Regions from separate parts of the Mus musculus genome. Here region 2 is linked to region 1. A link is a contact called in public HiChIP or PLAC-seq data. All regions are on one chromosome and are shown on one strand. The core of a region is the stretch at or near the end of the contact, and the rest is flanking DNA. Distances in the headings are between cores, read along the strand shown.

Evidence for each region. HiChIP or PLAC-seq counts read pairs in DNA pulled down with a chosen protein or histone mark.
Region 2: an H3K27ac HiChIP or PLAC-seq map of microglia shows a contact between it and region 1, with 5 times the contacts expected there. The contact joins two enhancer-like sites. A contact is called at or near these places in 1 of 39 promoter capture datasets (embryonic stem cells), 1 of 484 Hi-C or Micro-C datasets (embryonic stem cells), 1 of 115 datasets of contacts at active chromatin or transcription factors (microglia) and 1 of 9 other capture datasets (embryonic stem cells).

What each region holds. Positions count from the first base shown.
Region 1 is chr6:34,061,779-34,068,767 of GRCm38.p6, forward strand. Lrguk (leucine-rich repeats and guanylate kinase domain containing) reads left to right here. Exons shown (of 20, transcript NM_028886.1): 7 at 573-716. Among named protein-coding and RNA genes, the nearest start is that of Gm38786, 36 kb to the left of the region's middle. Within about 2 kb of position 3,838, at least 2 of the 459 cell types and tissues checked have an H3K27ac peak or open chromatin away from gene starts, as enhancers often do. A contact at or near this core is called in microglia, where this site is marked.
Region 2 is chr6:34,336,692-34,343,680 of GRCm38.p6, forward strand. No RefSeq gene overlaps it. Among named protein-coding and RNA genes, the nearest start is that of Akr1b8, 14 kb to the right of the region's middle. Within about 2 kb of position 3,935, at least 3 of the 459 cell types and tissues checked have an H3K27ac peak or open chromatin away from gene starts, as enhancers often do. A contact at or near this core is called in microglia, where this site is marked.

The DNA of each region.
Region 1 (6,989 bases), core at 2,588-5,087:
TGACTGGTGTGAGGTGGAATCTCAGGGTTGTTTTGATTTGCATTTCCCTGATGATTAAGGATTGAGATTCCCTTCCCAAGCACTATGTTTGTAGTAAAAATTAATGGAAAAAGGAGTCTATGAACTTGAAAAAAAAGCAAAGAGGAGCATATGGGAAGGTTTGGGGGAAAGAAAGGAAAGGGAAATGATATGATAATCTTAAAAATAAATGAAGTAATTTGAAAAGTCAAAGCACTAATATCATTATATCATGCATTTTTAAAGCTTTTATCAGTTAGTTGCCTGGCTTTCCTACTGACTTAAAAGTTTATGCTGATGATGAAAATATTAAGATACTAAATGAAAATACTACCTTTTGGCCTTTTAGATAGAAAATCTAGGATTTTCTTCTTGGGTATCTATGTAGACAATTAGATAGGCGAATGATGGAAATGGGGGTGAGGCAAGAACAGCTTATTGGTTTGGCTTTACTTTTAGTGAATTGGGGACCATGTCCAAATGTGAACATTTGCCACTACAAGTTTTCTTAGCCATTGCTTTCAATGAAAAAAACTGTATTTTATCCATTCTAGAGTAACAACATGATTGAGACCATCACAGGTCTGGAGGAGCTGAAAGCCTTGCAGAACCTGGACCTGTCCCACAATCAGATCAGCAGCCTCCAGGGCTTGGAGAACCATGACCTCCTGGAAGTGATTAACCTGGAGGATAACAAGGTTGGTAATGTAGGGCGTGATTTCAGGAAGCGGACTGCAGGCTGCAGGGCAGGGCGTGGTTTCAGGGGCTTCAGGAAGTTGGCACATTGGAGAGTTGGCCCAAAGACTTCACATTGACTTTTGTTTTTTTACGATTTATCTATTTTAGATATGAGTACACTGTAGTTGTCAGACACATCCCATTGAAGAGGGCATCAGATCCCATTACAGATGGTTGCCAGCCACCATGTGGTTGCTGAGAATTGAACTCAAGACCTCTGGAAGAGCAGTCAGTGCTCTTAACCTCTGAGCCGTCTCTCTAGCCGTTCACATTGGCTTTTCAAGGACATTACATGAAACGGCCTCTTAGGAATGCTGCTCTAGCAAGTTTCCAGGGAATAGTTCTTGGAGTATGACTTTTTTAAAAACTCAACCATTTTAAACCCTTGACGATTCTTACTTACATTGTTTTAAAGGTTCAGACTGTCATCGGGTGTGTGTAGTTTTCTGAAGTTGTTATGACCATGCAGCATTCTCTGTAGAAAAGGAGCATCGGGAACTTTTGAAATGTCCAAGCAAGAAGAGGCAAAGAGAATATCCACAGGCTAATGTCTCCTCTTGTCTACACTCAGAGGAAAATGACTGTTGGTGGAGAAGGCTTGTGAGGGGAGGGGTACCACTAAAAAGAATACAGAGCTTCAGTTAGCGGCAAGGCAAAGGGATGAAGTCAAAGATCTATTAATACCACTAAATGGGGTTAACTGGATTTTCTTTTGGTGATGGTGGTAGTGGTTGTAGAGTTGTGGATATTGAGACAAGGTCTCAGGTAGTTTAAGCCAGCCTTAAACTTGCTATATAGCCAAAGTCAGCTTTGAACCATTGATCCTTCTGCTTCCACCTCCAAGGTGCTAGAATTTATAGACAAGAGCCACCAGCACTAGTTAGCAGTAGTGGTCTTGAGAAGTGCTGGGAATGGGTTTTTAATGTTCTTACCACAAAGATGATACACTTTAGAAAATTAGCTATGTTTAGCCCTTACAAAATGTGCATATATTTGAAAGTATCATGCTGTATCTGTTAAATATATACAGTTGTATCTGTAATTTAATAAGTGTAAACACCACAGGAAAGGCTTAACCATAAAAATTAAACCAGAAAAAGAAGAGACATAGAAGTGATTCCTTATATACTGCTGGTAGCAATAGTGTCTCTTTGATGGGTTGGGGAATGAACTTGTTTGCATATCTGGCTTAATGTACCCTTTACTATTCAAAATATATTCATATTCTTCCCCTCCCCCTCCCTTCCCTCCCACCCTTCTTCACCCTCTCTTTCTGTTTTGGTGGTATTGGGGACTGACCCCAGAACTCTTTGATTTCTCTACCACTGAGCTGTATCTCAGATTAATTTACCTAGTTCTTCCTCCCTCCCTCCCTCCCTCCCTCCCTCCTTCCCTTCCTCCCTCCCTCCTTTTCTTCCTTCTTCCTTCTTTCTTTCCATTCTTCTTTCCTTGCACAGTGCTGGGCCTTGCACAGGTGCCCACGAGCCCATGATTGAGTTGTGTTCCCAGCAACTTAACCTTTCCCCTAGCAAGCTCATATCATTCCTTAGGCTGTAAACAACCCAACACAAGTCAGTTATTAAGGTCTGAGAATAAACAGTTTTCATATTGATCTTCATCTCACTTGCTCTGTTTACTGAGTAGATCTAGTGACTTCTTACAAGGTAATTAATTCTATTAATGACCTTGGCCCTTGCATCTGTGTGGTAGGAAGTCAGTACAATTCCTGTTCCAAATGGCCTTCATTGTTCTTTTTCTGAAGTTGCCTTTGAAGATTGACTGGGGAAACATTTTGTGCTTAAAATGGTTTTCATATTTATATGGGGGATGCTGAGAAGGTAGAATATGCTCATTAAATACTAACTCAGTACATCTCAGATTTCAAGAGAAGAAACAGCAAGGCGTATAAAACAGTTACAGTAGATGAGAATCAAGGGCCCTTCCCTCCAAAATGGGTGTGGGGTAATACTTGAGAACATGAGGCCTGAATGTGAGCCATAGGTGTAAAGTAAAGTGCCTCGAATTGATAATAGAAAAAAGAAACAGGAAATGCTAACTTTAGTAGTACACATTATTAAACTTGGTATAACTATCTTAAGGTTTTACTGCTGTGAGCAGACACCATGACCAAGGCAAGTCTTATAAGGACAATATTTAACTGGGGCTGGATTGCAGGTTCAGAGGTTCAGCCCATTATCATCAAGGTAGGAGCATGACAGCATCCAGGCAGTCATGGTGCAGGAGGAGCTGCAAGTTCTACATCTTCATCTGAAGGCTGCTATCGGAATACTCACTTCCAGGCAGCTAAAATAAGGGTATTAAAGCCCACACCCACTGTGGCACACCTACTCACAACAAGGTCACACCTCCAAACAGTGCCACTCCCTGGGCCAAGCATATACAAACCATCACAATATCTGAAATTTAACTTTAGCACATAAGCTATAAACGAAATTATATTAGAGTTATCTTGTCTCCCATTGTTTTGTACTGGCCTTTTGACATGAGTCAAACATGTTATAGTTTGGAGTGCATCTCCCTTCATTTAGCCAGAACACAGGGTTTACCACTTTCTTGCTTTTAAGTCACCTTCTAAACTACATTGGAAAAGTTGGGGGGAGGGGGGAAGATATGTTCAAATGAAGGAGTTCACAAATGTTAGTGACTCTATTTTGTAAAAAGTGGCCACATGCCTTTCAGAGGACTCCTCTGGCAAATCAGTCATTGATGGTAACGGTCCCCCACCGGCATGCTAGGGAGTGCAACAGTCCTTTGAAATGTCATTTGGACCATCTGAAGAGCCCTAAGGGGTTTCTCCGGGATAGCTGATAATTCTTTGATTCAGGGATGGAAAATGTATTTGTACAGGGAACACAACATAGGTATGCTGCTTCCTCCATGATTAAATTTGATGTTAGAAATACTGTGTTCTTGGTAGCAGTTTCATCCGTGGTACACCTGTGCATATGCATGTGCCTGACTGCCCTTACCAGCGTCTCCTGTCTGCTGATTAGGGAGGCCTCTGCCAGCTTCCTCTCTGAGGTCCCTGTGACATCCCAGACCGTGGCTAGCACTTAAAAACTGACCCAGACTCTCAGTTCTCCAACCTCCCTACTTCCTCCCAGAAGCACTATTCTTGTCAGGGGTTACTCTGAATCTTGGTGCTTGGTGGTGGGGCTAGGGGTAGGTGCTGTTGTTTTTCGAGACAGGGTTTGTCTATGTAGCCCTGACTATTCTGGAATTTACTTTGTAGACCAAGCTGGCCTCAGACTCATAGATCCCTGCCTCTGGGATTAAAGGCGTGCACCACTCTGTCTGGCTCATACCTCAGAATGTATTATCAGTACTTCTTGCCAGTGATTGTAAGGAGTAGCAATATAATGCTTGTAAAATGACAGGTGCAAAGAAAGAATTTCAGTCCTAAGTAAGCCCTGGACACTCTCCTGTGATATGGACGGAGGTGGCAACAGCTAAGCATTGCTTCTGTAACGCTTTAGATGGGGCATGGTCAGATGCGAAGGATTTCATGCTTGCCACTGTTGAGCAATATGCTCTTTTCAATGGCTCAGGCAAGCAGTGAAAGGATCTTCCCCTGGAGCCTGGCTTCATACTTTTGTTCATGTGTATGAGCAAAAAGAATTCGTGGGGAGCTGACTGACTGCTGAGTGCACTTGACCTCTCTCTCTCTCTCTCTCTCTCTCTCTCTCTCTCTCTCTCTCTCTCTCTCTCTCTCTCTCTGAGTTTACATTTATTAGGCTTGAGGAATGGCTGGGTACATGATCTGGGGGGCGGGGGGGGGGTCCTGGGTTATTGCAGAGGCTAACCCTGAAGCAGAGGCAGCCCAAGGTTGGGCTATTAGAGATGCTGTCATGGTCACATCACTGTTACAGTCAGTCTCTCTTCTACTCCTGCCATTGGGGATGAGCAAGGGGGAGGCCAGCCCAGGCTAGGTAGCCTGAGCTGCTATCCAGTCCTAGAAATAGTGGCAGTATCCCGGGTTCTCTGCTGAGTGCCGATAGGTGTTCCCTTGCAGCCCTGTTCCTAAGCTGCTTCGTTGGCTCATCAGTACTTTTTGAGATTTCAGGTCAAGACCAATGTGACTTTCCCTTTAGTCATGACTCTTACTTAATGTGGACTCCATAGCAGCAAGCTTGGCCTGCCTGCACTTAAACCAGTTCATAGGTTTGGAGTGAGCCTGCTAAAGAAGTCAAGGACTTGACTAAGATCATTAGTCCATCGGAGTAGGACAGAAGATGTGTTAGGGTCAGGTCTACACTACTTAGGGAGGGGGACCAGTTCACTTCGGGCTAAGCATGGGCCACATGCTCTTTGGTTAGGGATTAGAGGGCAGAAGTGCCATCATTTTCCTCCTGTCTGCCTCACAGACTCCATGTCTAGCCTCTCCAGCACCTCCTCCTGTGTTCCCGGTCCTCCGCAGGGCTTTTCATTGTTATTATTGCTGAAGATTACATCATATCACGTTTTATACTTTATATCGTGATGAGTTATTTTCCTTCCCTCTAGAATAGTGTTTTTCAACTTGTGGATCGCAACCTCTTTGGGGGTCAAATGACCCTTTCACAGGGGTGGCCTCGGGCCATCAGAAAGCATATATATTTACATTATTATTCATGACAGTAGCAAAGTTACCATTCTAGAGTAGCAACGAAAGTAATGTTATGTTTGGGGTCCACCCAACATGAGGAACTGCAGTAAAGGGTAGCAGTGTTCAGGAGCACGAGAACCACTGTGCTAGCGTGATAGTTGACCTTGGGGAGTTTATTTTGTTCAAATTTTACAATATCTGGTTTGTAGTTGGTACTTAAGAAGGTTGTTGGATGAAAATATGACTCTCAGGAGCCCTCAGCCCCTCTCCTCTGAAGGGTGTGGGTGATGTTTAAGGTGCGGTAAAATTCTAGGAAGACCATGTATAAGAAGGAGGCTCAGAAGTTTCCCTACTGGGCGAAGAAAGAGCATGAAGATCAGTATACCTGTTTTAATGGAGACTGTGAGGGTCTTCCGTACGGCAGAGGCGGTGAAGAAGGAGGAAGATCCCAGAGAGCCATCTGAGAAGGAAATAGTGAGGCAGAATAGAGGTAGTGGATGAGGAGAAGATGTTGCGAATGATTGAAGACTATGTCAGGTGACTTCAATAGTGGTGCTAACCAGCATGGTGGTGGGGCAGGATGTCCCTAAATGTTTTAGCAGCAGGATCCACTCCAGGGTAGCTGCTGTGTAGGGAGCTGCACGACGCCCTCTCTCTCAGGTAAATGTGGTTGTGGAGCAACTTCCCCTGGAAGGTAATGCTTCAAGGTAGATTGGGTTCAACTGTGACATCCCCCACCAAGGATGTGCCCAAGCCCCTTGGCCTGCTGAACGTAACCTGGGTTAGAAAAGGGATTTCTACAGATGAGGTTAGTGATTCCAAGATGAGATTGTCACCCCGGAATCAAGAGTTAGGGAGGCCTAAAAGACAGTGGTTTTTTTGTTTGTTTGTTTTTCAGTTATCAGTTTATTTTATGTCTGTGGGTACATGTATGTCTGTGTACATGTATGAGTTGTGATGGTTTCAAGTCTCCATGTAGCTGGGAATGGAACTTAGTTCCTCCTAACTGATGACCCATCTCTCAGGCCTGGGTGTTCTTACAAGAGACAGAAGGGAGAAAGCAGACACAGGCACTGGCTTTATGTTGCTCTAAGTCAGTGCTCTCTATCTTTACCAGAAGCTGGGAAAGACAAGGAAGAGTTCTCCTCTAGAGCCCTCGAAGGAACCTCAGGCTCTCCAGCCAGCCCTGGATTGTAGGCTCATCTTCAGAGCCAGAAGAATTGGTTCCTGTTAGCTTGGCCTATAAGTTTTGGGGTTGTTATGGACCCTCCAAGGCTCGTGTATGTGTGGCGCTATGTCTGGGGAATGGAGGGGAGTTTGGGAGTTATATTTAACTGTGATCTCTTATCATTTCTGAATTTTGTGTTTTAATAAATCTTCCTTATTTTGATTTTTAAAATATTCTTACGTTTTTTTTTTTTGTAATTTCAAGTTTTGGAATTTTTCTTTTTCACTATGTAGTTTGTAAGTAGGGTGTGTGTGTGTGTGTGTGTGTGTGTGCGTGCAGTGTGCAACAGACATTGAATTCCCATATAGAAAACAAATTGTCCCAACATTTCAAAAAGCTGATTTAATAGCATAAGATAATCTATTAATGGATCTGTCAGGATTTATTGAATTATTTACT
Region 2 (6,989 bases), core at 2,685-5,184, 280 kb after region 1:
CATCCCAACCTCAGTCTTCCCTCCCTCCTTTCCTCCCAGTCCTCCCCTCCCTCTAGCCCCACCCACTTGTCTTAAAAAAAAAAAAAAAAGGGAGGCCTCGTATAGGTATCAAACAGCCTTGCTTATCGAGTTGCAGTAAGACAAGGAGCCTCTTCTTTGATTGAGGAGAGGCAAGGCCACCCAGTAGGGGAAAGGGTCTCAAAGGCAACAGAGTCTGAGTCAGCCCCCGATCCTGCTGTTAGGAGTTCCATGTGAATACCAAGCTACACAGTTGTTACACATGTGCAGAAGGCCTAGATCAGTCCCATGCATGCTCTCTGGTTGGCAGTTAAGGCTCCATGAGTCCCTTTGGGCCCAGGTTAGTTGGTTTTGTAGGTTTTCTTGTCATGCCCTTGACCCATCTGGCTACTACAGTTCTCCCTGTCCCCTCTTCTGCAGGATTCCCCAAGCTCCACCTAATGTTTGCCTGTGAGTCTCTGCATCTGTTTCCATCAGTTGCGGGTGAAACCTCTCTGATGACAGTTATGCTGGGCTCCTGACTGCAAGTATAGGAGAATATCATTGATAGAGTGAGGGGTGGGCTTCCTCTCATGGCCTAGGTCTCAAGCTGGACCAGTCATTGGTTGGCCACTCACTCAATTTCTGCTCCATCTTTACACCTGCACATCATTTAGGCAGGACAAATTGTAGGTCAAAGGTTTTGTGGTTGGGTTGGTGTCCCAACCCCTCCACTGGAAGTCTTGCCTGGTTACAGGAGATGGCTGGTTCAGCTTCCATATCTTCCATTGAAAGGAATCTTAGCTAGGGACACCCTCAGGGACTCCAGGGAGTCTCCCTTGCCTTAGGTTTCTAGCTTATCTCACCCCCATTCCAGTTGTCTTTCCCAGTACTCTCTCCCTGCCCTCCCCACACCTGATCCCTCCTGTGCCCATCTGTACCCCTCCCCAACCCAGCCCCCTTCCCCTGTCCACCTATGATGCCTATTCTAGCTCTCCTTCTCAGTGAGAGTCACACATCCCACCTTGATCTCTCATTGTTACTTAGCTTCTTTGGGTCTAGGGGTTGTAGCATGGTTAGCCTTTGCTTTACAGCTAATATCCACTTATAAGTGAGCACATACCATGCATGCATTTCTGAGTCTGGGTTACCTCTCTGACAGTAATCCTTTCTAGTTCTATCCATTTGCCTGCAAACTTCATGATGTCATTTTTTTAGTAGATGAGTAATGTACCACATTTTCTTTATCCATTCTTCAGTTGAGAGGCATGTAGGTTGTTGCCAGTTTCTGGCTGCTATGAATAAAGCCCCTATGAATATAGTTTAGCAGGTGTCTAAACTTTTATTGGCACGTACTTTGGGTCTAAGCCCAGGAGTGCTATAATTGGGTCTTGGGGTAGAACTATTCACAATTTTATGAGAAACTGCCAAGTTGGTTTACAAAATGTCTGTCCGAGTTTTCATTCCCACTAACAATAAAGGAGTGTTCCTCTTGCTCCACATCTTTGGCAGAATGCTTTTGATGAAATTTTGATCTTTTTCATATTCTCTAAGATGTTGTTTTGCCCTTCACATGATGTCCTTTGCCTTACAGAAGCTTTTCAGTTTCAGGAGGTCCCATTTATTCATTGTTGATCTTAGTGCCTGATTCATTGTTCTCTTCAGCCCCAAAATGGAGGACTCCCTTTACCTGCAGGATGTCTCCTTCTCTGACCTTGTCCCCTGCCCTCTTTTCCTGCAGAATGTCACATAGCATGGATGAGGTTATAGGTTCAGCTTCCTTTCTCCTGGTAAGAACCTGGTATCAGCACCCAGAATTCCTGGAATGCCTCTCTATGCAAATGAGGTACCCTAAACTGTAGCCAATGCTATGTACCCACTGTAGATATCCTTACTCCCTCCCCCAAAACTATACAACCCTTGATTTACCATGATTAAAGTTGAGCTATCTCTCTGAAGCTGATCCTGGTAGTCATTTTCATTGTTCTCACAGGCCATTGGAATCCTTGCTCCCTTTGTCCTTGTGGGCTGGGGGCCAATAGCCCCTGGGGAGAAGGGAAGACTACAACTTATGTATACTATCATATCATCTGCCAATGCAGACACTGACTTCTTCCTTTCCAGTTTGTATCCCCTTGATCTCCTTTTGTTGTTGCTCTGTGTATTTAGTGTTTTGATTATTATGTGATGAGGATTTTCTTTTCTGGTTCAATCTATCTGGTGTTCTTTAGGCATCTTGTACATTTATAAGCATCTCTTTCTTTAGGTTAAGGAAGTTTTCTTCTACGATTTTGTTGAAGATGTTTTCTGGGCCCTGGAGTTGGAAATCTCCTTTTTCTATTCCTATTATTCTTAGGTTTGGTTTATTCACAATGTCCCAGATTTCCTGGATTTTTTTGTTTGTTTGTTTCAGGAACTTTTTAGATTTAATATTTTCCTTGACCAATGTAAAAATTTCTTCTATCGTATCGTTTACACCTGAGCTTGTCTCTTTCATCTCTTGGATTCTGTTGGTGATGCTTGTGTCTGAAGTTCCTGTTAGCTTACTTAGATTGTCTACCTCCAGGATTTTCTCAGTTTCTGTTTTCTTTATTGCTTCTACTTCCATTTTTAGTTTCACTTATTTCCTTCACATGTTTGATTGTTTTTTTTCCCTGTATTTCTTTAAGGAATGTTTTCATTCTCTTTTTAAAGGCCTCTATCATCTTTGTGAGATTGGACTGAGGCCGTTTTCTTGTGCTTTAGCTGTGTTGGAATACCCAGGGCTTGCTGTAGTAGGATAGCTGGGCTCTGGTTGTGCTTTACTGTCCTCTCTGTTGTTGATCATGCTAGCTGGCCACTACTCATCTGTTATGGGGTTATTATAGGTTTAGATGTTGACTTCTGAGTTTATCTTTGTTAGATGGCAGGAGGGAGCAGGTGATTGGTGTTTTTTCCCTCTTGGTTTCTGTTTCCTCTCTGGTCTTTGCTGGGGCTTTGGGAACCTACAAGAATTCTGGGATTTTGGATGCTGATGTAGCCTCTGGGGTCTATAGAACCGGCATGATCTCTAGGAAAGCAGAGATCTTCCTGGTGCTGGCGTAGCCTCTGAGAAAGCAGGTAGAGTTGTGGTTTGGAATATGAAGCCCAGGGGATGGGGGTACAGTTTATAGTGTACTCTAAGGGGGGATGGAGGTCATAGGGCAGGGTCTTACCTGGGGTACCTGGTGCCCGGTGGTCTCCTGGAAACAGGTGGAATTTCTGCTTACTCTCTTAACTTTTCCTTACTGCCTCACTTCTTCCTGCTAGAATAAATCTCACTGCAGCATTCTTTGCTCTGTAACATAGCAGCTCAGATATTCATTTAAAGTCTTCTTCAGGTTAAATTATATATACATGTTTCGAAAAAATATACATTGAAAATTGTAACATGGTGGCCTAATTGATCCATTAATGGTTGTTTCGTATTTGGTTGTACTTAAATTAGCTCAAATCTCTTTTCAAATGTGGCCCCCAAAACTGAAAATTATAGTCAGGATGAAGCTGCATCAATTCAATTATGCTTGCATTACCTGCAATCTCTGTCTCTATTAATGAGGCTGTGGCTGAATATGGTGACACTTGTAGTCCCAGAACTCAGGGTGCTGACACTGGAGGACTGCTGTGAGTTTGAGGCTAACCTGGGCTATACAGGCTCCTAAACAACAATGAGTAGGTGTAACTGTGATGTTAATTGCCTAACATTCGGAGATTATTTTTGATTTTTGTTTTTTGTGGGGTTTTTTTGGGGGGGGGGGTGAGACAGGGTTTCTCTGTGTAGCCCTGGCTGTCCTGGAACTCACTTTGTAGACCAGGCTGGCCTCAAACTCAGAAATCTGCTTGCCTCTGCCTCCCAAGTGCTGGGATTAAAGGCGTGCGCCACCACCGCCCGGCCTCAGAGATTATTTTTATCATGCAGTCCTTGCAATCAGACAGCTTCCCCTTTCTCTTAAGCAGAAGCATTGCGTTTAACTGGGTCTAAGTTCATGGTTCTGGTACCAATTAAGATTGCTAATATAATATTTCAAAGGAGACATTTTAATTCCTACTCCCGTGACCTATGACTCTTCTAGTTCTATACAATCAGAAAGGGCACAGGAGTTGCCTTCAAGTCTTTTATCTTATTTTTTAAAAGTTCCTGAAAGAGGATTGGCTACAAGCAGAGTCCTGGCATTCCACCAGAGACTTCCTTCAGTGTTGGGACTTAAAAATGAACTAGGTGGGGGTGGTTTCTGCCACCAAACTGCTGCTACTCCCACCCCCACCCACCCCAGGACCTGAAGATGCACACCTCCCTTATCCCATCCTTCTAGACTACCTGTTGGGAGACCTGGTATCACAAAACCGTCATCCTGTGACAGCCAGTGCCATTTCTACCACTCATGCTTGCTGCTGGTAGAGCCATCCATCACCTTACAAGAATAAAATAAAATAAAATACAGTTTGGGAAAAGTATATAAAGTTTTCAGGAAAGATGCTTATTCTGATGTAGCCTCCACCAGGACGTCAGATGCTCTGACATCACAGTCAGTTGAGAAAGCAGTGAGGTAAGGGGGGGTCCCCAATATTACCTGTCCCCAAAAGCTTGCTGGCAACCCATCATCCAGAAGGAAGGGTGGCACGACTAGGAGGCGTGGCCTTGTTGGAGTGGGTGTGGCCTTGTTGGAGGAAGTCTGTCACTGTAGAGGTAGGCTGTGAGTTCATATATGATCAAGCCATACCCATTGTGAGACACAGTCTCCTTCAAGATATAGAACTCTAGGCTTCTCCAGCACCGTGTTTGCCTGCACGCTGCCATGCTTCCTGCCATGATGATAATGGACTGAACCTCTGAAACTGTAAGCCAGCCCTGATTAAATGTTTTCCTTTATAAGAGTTGTCTTAGGAGCTGGAGAGATGGCTCAGCCGTTAAGAGCACTGACTGCTCTTCCAGAGGTCCTGAGTTCAATTCCCAGCAACCACATGGTGGCTCACAACCATCTGTAATGGGATCTGATGCCCTCTTCTGGTGTGTCTGAAGACAGTGACAGTGTACTCACATACATAAAATAAATAAATCTTAAAAAAAAAAAAAGTTGTCTTGGCCACAGAATCCTTTCATAGCAATGAAACCCAAACTAAGACTCTGCTGAGCCCTCTCAGTGGCTTTGTAAACAGTCGAAGGGGTGTAATCTGATTAGTAAATGTAGATGACACCTGGTTAATCTCATTTATTTATAGATGATCAAGCCAAGTCAAGAAGCCAGCTAAACCTAGTTTTTGTTTGGTTGGTTGTGACTTTTTTGAGACAGTCTTGCTCTACAGTTTATTTTTAGCTCAGCCTGGCCTCAAACTCTTAGGGGACTCTCCTGCTTTAGTTCCCCGGGTGGTAGAATTATAGGCACACATCATAATGCCAGGCTTAAAAACCAGAACTGGGTAGACCTTGCAATAACCGTATACCGAGCCAGGCACTGTTCCAGGCATTGACATATAATCCTAGCACTTGAAAGGCTGAGGCAGGGGGACTGCCACATGTTCAAGGATAGTCTGGATCCTAGAGTGGAATTTGATCAGCTGTGGGTCTGAGTTGCCAGCCAACATCACTCCTTGCAAAGTCATCACTAAGTTTGTCCAGGTCGCTGGAAAGCTGTACTCAGAGTCCCCCTACTCAGAATTCTTTTTATTGCAACATAAATGATAAGAACTTATACTCCTAGTTTTTCAATACTACTTTGTATTAGTAATTTAAACCCTTTTAAGCTACTTAAGTGTCACACAGTACTTCTAAAACTTGCACTTAGTTTTATTGGTCAATAACGAAGGACAACCTGAGAGGTCCCAGCCACGAAAACACCCCTTCCAAGCAGGGCTCCTGGATAGCATCTCAAGAAACTCCCTGCTCACCCCACTGTGCATGGACCCTAGGGGAGACAGTTTCCCCTTCTGCATCACCCTGCAGAAGAAGTTCTGGTAAAGCAGTTGGCTGCTGCTCCTCACATACCCCACCACAGCTTTGTTCAGGAGATGGCAGGGAACTCTATGAAGAGGTCCCTGGTCTGGTCTTGGTTTATGGGTGTTTACCAGGTCCCCACATATGCACATAACACCTTCTTGGGATCCTCATTAAAAGTAACTGCCTATAAAAATAACATCTATTAATAATTCCTGAGATTCTTAGTTTGGTTGTACTCATACAATTCTTGCTTTCCACTCCAAGTCACAATCTGGCTGCCCTCACCTATGTATCTATCTACCTGTGGACTCATTTCCAACTGCCCCTGCCCTATGAACCATATCTGTTCATGTATCATCCATCTATTCTATTCACTCACAAATGAATATTATTGACTATGGATTGCCCTGGAAACTGAACGAAGTTAACTGGGCTTGGGTCTTGCTCTCAGAAGATCCCAGTCAGACTCCTAGAGAAAGTGTATAGTACAGATAGTTTGAGTTAAATGCTGAGAAATCACATAGGTAATGGTGCTTACTGCCTAGATTTCACCCAGAGAACGTCAGAAGGGGAAAGACAGAAGACAGAGTCAAATGGGTGGGCAGATCTTGCCAGGCAAGGAAGGCAACAGTGGTTACTAGAGACATCAACCCATTAGGACAGCCTCTATGCACAGTGTTCACTGACCACCACAGTAACAGCTATGATATGGACACAGTGTGGTGCCTAGTGTCAGTGGCTGACACTCCCCACCCACTAGTGCAGGCATTTTTTTATCCTCAGCATGTCAGAATGGTGATGCTTCCCACACAACACAGGACACATGGGACCCTGGGTTCATGCATTCCCCAGGGATCCACACCTCCCCTAGGCATTACATCGGTCAGGTCCTCTGGAGGAATCTGGAAACATAACGCCCTGTTCCTGTGCCAAAAGATCCCATCTGTTACTGGGAATTGCTCAATGCAAACCAAAAGTTGGAAATATGAGTAATCAGAACAAAGGCCACAGCTCAGATCCCCTGTGCTTTCCTAACTTC